2 separate regions of the Bactrocera dorsalis genome follow, and region 1 is linked to region 2. A link is a contact called in public Hi-C data. All regions are on one chromosome and are shown on one strand. Each heading gives the region's core, a stretch centred on a gene start, on an enhancer-like site or on the middle of the called end of the contact. The rest is flanking DNA. Distances are from core to core; before and after follow the strand shown.

Region 1 (3,535 bases), core at 819-3,318, 56 kb after region 2:
ACAAGCTAAAGGTCTAAACTTAAGTTCAACAGTATCTGCAATGACAATTCGGTTTTGAGACCCTTACTAATATAAATATTCGGAACTTGGGTATTGAGATGAGATGAGATGAGATGAGATGAGATGAGATGAGATGAGATGAGATGGGATGAGATGAGATGAGATGAGATGAGTTGAGATGAGATCAAATCAGATGAGGTGAGATGAGCTGAGCTGCTGGCGTCTAAAGCACTGTTTTATATTTAAACCCGGAAATATGGACTTCGGAAGCCCTTACTCAAACGCTGCAAAGGCCTCACTTAAAAAAATATTTGAGAACCTGGAAAAACACACTCAAACCATCTAAAGGTCTAAACCGCAGGCTTTCTGTATAGTATTGTAGCTATACGAACAATTTTGGGAACCCCAAGCTCTAAGGTCTCTAGACCAAGCATTAATGTCTTTAGTTGGACTCACCTCCCGTTAAAGCACTTAGACCCGCCGATGTAACCGGCGGCGGTTTCGACAATATCGTATCGATGCCGTGCGGATTAGCCGCACCTTGTGTATGTGTTGTTGTTGTGGTCGTCATGGAACCGGATATACCGCTGCCCACGACACCAGCGCGACCATCACCAATCAAGTGCTGCGTCTGCTGATTATTCGCATAGCCGTTCATCATGCTCGACGCACCGCCGCCAGTCTTCATTTCGGTCATTGAGTGTAGCGCCGCCAGCGGTGGCCCCAGAAAGCTCAATGGCAATTTATGTTCCAACATATTGTTATTGTTATTGTGATGCACACCCAACGAGTGCATACCGCTTATGTTGTTATTATTGTTATTATTATTGTTGTTGTGATGCGCTTGCAATGCATTGGCATATTTGGCGCGATTAGCGGAGAGATTCTCCGGACTGTAGTCCGGCGGTGGCGGACTCGACTCGCTATTATTGCCCGCCTCATCGCCAGCACTGCCGCTACGCTGACTCACCGGATACGATTTGGAGCTATCCACACCGGGGCTGGAGTTATTGTCATAGCGATTACGTTGATGCAGCGAGTTGGCGCAATTATCGGGCGATTCGGATTGCAGGCGGGACGATGAAGTGACGGAGGAGTGATCAGCACCGACGCCACCAACGCTACCCGCCGACAGTAAAGGCGGCGGTGTGGAGGAATCCTCAGCCGAACGCGTCGACTTTGTGCCGCTGGTCTCATGGCTGTGTGAGTGCAGTTGCTTTGACGGCGCTTTCAGCAGCATAAGTGGGCTGGCAAGATTATTATTGTTGGCGGCATAGGCGGCCGCAGCTGCCGCATTATGATAGTCAAGCAAATGATCGCGACTCGCTGCGGCAGCGGCCAAATTCTGATAGTCATGGTGCGCAGCTGCTGCAGCGGCAGCCGCTTCGGCGAAACCGTTCGTCAAGCCGGCGGCATTTGGTAGGTGATGATGCAAGGCGGCCGCGCCAGTTGGTGGACTGCGACTGGCCATGGACGCCATGGCCATGGCCGACGGCGAACTGCTTTGGCTCGTGGCAAAGCTGTGATGGCGCATATAGGGGTTTATGAGATCCATGTTGTCTGTGTTTGTTGTTGGTAGCTGCAATTGCTGTTGTTCACTGCCGTGGCCGCCACTACTGTACGTGGGCAGGCAGTAGTCGTGTGATGAGTTGCTTGTGCTCTCACTTGCGCCGGCAAAGCTGTTGAGACGTTGATAGAAAGCGGCCGCGCTGTTGGGAAATCCGGCGGCACCAGCGATCGCTGTGGCGGCTAAATTGAAAGCGGAGTGCTCGGAAAGCTGGAAATGCTTTTGCGGCAGCAGCGGGTGATGGCTGTGTTGTGTTGCGTCGTTGTGGTTGCCGTTGTAGGCATGTAGCGTGGGCGGTAGCGGCTGCACGGCGGTTATGTGTGCAACGGCGGTTGCGGCATGCGGACTCTCAGGGCCCGCGGGCGTCGTTGGCAAATAAGGGCTACCCAGTGTGGATGTTGGGCGCCAGTTGGTGAGGTGTATTTAATTTAGTACTTTTCTGGGACTTTTTTTGGGGTTTTTTTCGAGTTTCCGTAACACTTTGCACTTTTTCACTTTTCCAGTGGAAATTCACTTAATTATTTAAATTTTTTTTCAGTGTAAAATAAAAATAGACAACTTATTCAAAGCTAATACCACTTTTTGTAAGAAAGTAATATTTTTTAGAAAAACAATTTTGATTTTGAATATTTTTTCTTTAATTTAAAAAATTCACGACGGCTACTCAATATCTACTGAATTACTATATAGCCAGTTGAGCTCGCAGTCAGTTTGCTAGTTTCGACTAAATTTCTACAAACAATTTTGCTTTTCATTTATTTTTAAAATTTTTTCAAAATTTTTTTTTCAAACAGTTGAATTTTTAAAATTTTTTTTCTCAAAAAGTTAAAAATTTTTCCGCAATTTCACTTTACTTTTGCTTAAAAACCACTTAACACTTGACGTGCTTTCATTCGTTCGATAACGCCGTTATGCGCACTCAACCGACGTTGTGCGACTATTTCTTTTCCAATACAAGCGTTATTCAAAATCCGTTTTTTGATTTGATATTTTCAAATAATAATTATGATTTGAGCGATTTCCTTCAGACTGGCGTGCGCGTTACCATTTACCGTCCGTTTGATTAGGCCTAAGACTACAGAATGATTTCCAAATTGACTACCGTCGTTGTGTCGACTCTGCTTGTCCGTCCGCTGTAGCGGTGTTCGTGTTCGCAACGGCAGCTCACACGGCAAGCAATAACAAAGAGACCAATAAGCCAAAAAGTGCTCAGCAAGAAATTGGAATCCCAGCACAGCAGCAATGAAACAACAACAGCACTAACACTAACACACTCACACAGAGACGTTGAAGCGTTTTGTTTCCTCAAATCCGCTTTGCCTACACCTCCGTTTCCGCTCTGCTGCTTGCCAACCAACATTTCTGCTGCATTGACTCATAGTTCAGCGTATACTTGTTAGTGTTGTTGTTGTTATTAATGCTAACATTGTTGTTGTTGAGTGTGAGTGTGTAACAATTAAGTCCGAAATGTGTGAGCGCGAGTGAGAGCGCAACAAACTGCTTGACTCTTCGACATTATTGTTGTTGCTCTTGTTGTTATTGTTGTTGCTCTTATTGCTATAGTTGTTTTTCTTGTTATTGTTGTTACTCTCGTTGTTATCTTTGTTTCACTTGTTGTTATTGTTGTTGCTCTTCTTATTATTGTTGCTACTGTTTTTGTATTTGTTGCTGTTGAGTGCAGCTAATACAGTTTACCACTCATACACATCCTCTTGCTGCTGTTGTTGTTTTTGTTGCTGCTTTTATTGTTCATTTTACTCATGCTGAAGGGTTGTTCGTCGTTTATTACGACTTTGGCCGGTGGAGGCTTGCCGCACACTCGCTTTTCAATGTAGTTCGAGTAAGTAAATCAGTGGAGAAATCAGTGTTTGAAAATCACTATCAACAGCAACAGCAACAACAACAGTAACAATAAACAGCCAAGCAACGAGTTGGCTGGCTGGGTTGGAATTATATGGAATTGGCACA
Region 2 (3,485 bases), core at 94-2,593:
GTCCTGCGTTTGGGAGGTCAAAACTCAAACACTTGTGAGCGCATATTTAAGTGGATGTTTTCCTTGAAAACCATATTTCTAAAAAAACTGTATAAGGTGGATAAGAACTTCTTTCAGTAAAGTCTACGAAGCTGCTGGCGAGTCACTACCTACATATGTCACTACCTGTGCCTTTGATTCCTTCAGACGGTTCAATTGTTGGCAGTACAGGCTCGTACTAAGAGTTTGGTCGTAAGAGAGCAGTCTCTAATAGCTGATTCCGAAACCCAGCAAACAGATACCAAAAGCTTTTTGACTATCAATTCTGGTTTTGCCACGAAAATTAATTATCTGCCCTTTTATTTAGCATATAACCCGTATGTCTACATAAATTCATTCATACAAATACATTTATCTAAGCCTGATCAATTGAGAATCTTCAACCTCCATATAAATACCTTAAAATTGAGCCTTTATTTGTGCAGATATCAATATACAAGTATGTATGAATAAGTTTCTTTGTGTGTATGTATGTATATAGGAACCAAACCAATACCACGAAAGATCTCGTGAACTCGTAACGGTAAAAAAGAGTTATTAAAAACTGCATAAAACAAATACAAATACTTACACAACAGGAAAAGTAAGCAACAACTACAAAAATATAAAAACAACAACAAACAAGCAAGCACACGAAATAACAATAACAGCAACAAAGCAACACGAAAACATATAAAATGTTCAAATCATCAAACAATAAACTCAAAATGGACTCCATCGTCGCCGATGTTGATGTTGTTGTTGCTGATATTATTGTTGCTGTTGTTGTTATTGCCGTTGCTGCAGTGTGTGTTTGCTACTACTACTACCACTACCACAACTGGCTGTTGTTGCTTACACATGAAAATGGAATTGTTTTTGTGCGTTTATTGCCTGTGGCTTTTGTTGTTGCTGTTTTTGTTGCTTAAATTTTATGCTCATTTTCAAGCACAAACGCACGCACATGCCCCTTCCAATTAAAAATTATGCCATTAAAGCAACAATATGCTTGCAAACAACAACAACAACAACAACAACAACCAACCAAAGCATGCGCAGCAGAACCTGCTCAATTGCCACAAAGCCTTGCTACGCTGCTATCTAAAAGACTCTTAACCCAGCAAGCCATAGGAATGCCGTGGCAATGGAACAGCGCTGAGACCTGCGCATTTCAAGCAGCAACAACAATTTGATTTTGTACGTTTTTTAGCCCAAAATGTTTGCCATCTTTCAAGTGTGGCCATGTCGCTTGCCACGTAGGCGTGGCCACGCTCACTCACTCAACTGACTCAACTCACTTGAGCCGCTCAGCCACTCAGGCGGCCAGCAGTCACTCAAGCTGTGCAGCAGTGTGTTTTGCGTCTGTTGCTGCGACTGCAGGCGGCTGCTTGCTTGTTTATGATTGTGTGGCCGGCGGTTGCGTAGACTCTTCTTGTTTGCTTGTTAGCTGTGCGCCCCGCTGTTACTCAATCCACTGCCGTGGTGGTGTGTGGTGAATTATTTTATGGCCTTCTGGTTACTCCAAACAGTTCATGGCTGCCGGCGATTTCCTTGGTAGTTATGGACTCGCTGCGGCTGTGTGGTCGGGGGTCTTTGGAGTGTTTCATTTTGAACTTATTGTCAGCACTTTTAATGCCACTTGTCTCTCTATGAAGTGGCAGGGGACATGGAATGTGTTGGACATGCATACATATGGACATAATAATTATAGTCATACAAGTTTTATAGATATTGGTAATGGATGAGTGTTTGGAGTGTGGGTAAGTAATGCTAAGGTACGTTGTTGGCCATTATTTTTGTTAGTGTGTGTATGAAATATTGTTGTTATAATCTTATAGATGCTGTTTTTTAATAAGGATTATTTCTTTTTTTTACTATTTTTTCAATATTACATCAAAATGTAAGTACAACAAATAAGGAAAGGCTGAATTCGGGTGTAACCGAACATTTTATAATCTTACGACTAGCAAAAATAGAAGTACTGCCAAGCCCATGGTCCAATTTTTGACCTGGCTCCCATAAAGCCCTCTAATACCATCTCGGGTGTACAGTTTTAGGTCTCTATCGTATTTAGTTATTGATTTCTCGCACTTTTAGTAGTTTTTAACAGTACCGTTATACATATGGGAAATGGACGGGGTTATCTTCCGATTTCAACCATTTTCACGCTGTTAGAAAAAGTTCTTATAACAATTGTCTTAAGAGAACTCGGCTATCCTAGACCACGGACAAATATGCAGTAAACCTTTTAGAGAGCGGGGCCACGCCCACTTTTTGAAAATTCCTTTCCATTGTTACTGCGATCTCTTGACTTCCATATCTAATTTTAGTGCTTAGTTATGGCACTTTATACGTTTACATTTAATGAAATTTTGTGGGCGTGGTCCGATTAAGTCCATCTACGAATTCTTCTTTATTTTTTTGCTAAGGAAAATATCTAGTTTCATCAGGATATCTTCATTTTTACTCAATTTATAGCTTGCACGGATGGACGGCCGGACGGATTTCAACTTTTATCGTCATCCTGATTATATATTATATATATATTTATATCTATCTCGCTTAGTTTCATGACCTCAACTTATTTCTTTAAAATAATAACTATTAAAAGCACACGTATCTGAACACTCGGATATCCTCAGACACTTTAATTTCATACCGGATCACTTGCATCATGGAGTCGCCAAACCGAACTCTAGCGACTCTTTCTCTGCCCATATACCGACAAGGAATTGTGGATTAGAAGAAGTCGTTGGAGGGAGGGGCAGTGAGTCTCTTTACGGATGGGTCCAAGCTTGAGGGAAAATTTGTGGAGGATTTATTATCAGGAGATCCTTATCAACTCCAGCTCCAGACTTCGTGACATTGTTTTCAAGCCGTGGTTGCAGCCATTAAGGTAGCAGTTGATCTATTGCTCCAGAATGCAGCCTCCTTCAGAGAAGTGACCATACACGCAGATAGCAGAGCGGCGATACTAGCCTTGAACTCCATAACTGTGCGCTCAGGGTTTGTCGAGAAGTGCCTAACCGCGCTATCAATAGCATCGAGTGTCTTTGTGATGACTGGTATGGCTGCCAGGCCACGGCGGAATCGCAGGAAATTGTAAAGCAAGGAAAGGCATCCTAAAATCGCTATCGATAGAATAGGAGCAGGTCGATGTTCCCGTATTCTCTTGTTTCTCTTTGCGGAAGCTTGGCCACTTGCGCTGTCGCGAAAGCCTTTTAGCCTAAGATCGATCACAAAAGATCTAGTGATCTCTGTTGTGGGGCTTTTAACAGATCATTGTCCATGCTGCAAGGTTGGGAATCTTACCAGATGGCATCTGCATTAGTTCGAACACAGGAGTTCTTCTCCTCTATAGCTTCACAAAGGACTACACGCACCTTCTCTGATCAACCATTTAACCTAACCTATCCAAAGGCTCACCGACGTTTACTTTATTGGAAAACTGATTATGACAGGGTAAA

What was found. A called contact is a pair of places that touch in the nucleus more often than the background predicts.
Region 1: a contact with region 2 is called in a Hi-C map of whole body, with 6 times the contacts expected there. The contact joins the promoter of LOC105225971 here to the enhancer-like site in region 2. A contact is called at or near these places in 2 of 2 Hi-C or Micro-C datasets (both in whole body).

Annotation. Positions count from the first base shown.
Region 1 is chr5:66,737,509-66,741,043 of ASM2337382v1, forward strand. LOC105225971 (homeotic protein Sex combs reduced) reads right to left here and starts at 2,069. Exons shown (of 4, transcript XM_049457455.1): 1 at 457-2,069. The coding sequence starts at 1,555.
Region 2 is chr5:66,682,133-66,685,617 of ASM2337382v1, forward strand. No RefSeq gene overlaps it. Among protein-coding and RNA genes, the nearest start is that of LOC105225972, 31 kb to the left of the region's middle. Within about 2 kb of position 1,344, the one cell type or tissue checked has open chromatin away from gene starts, as enhancers often do.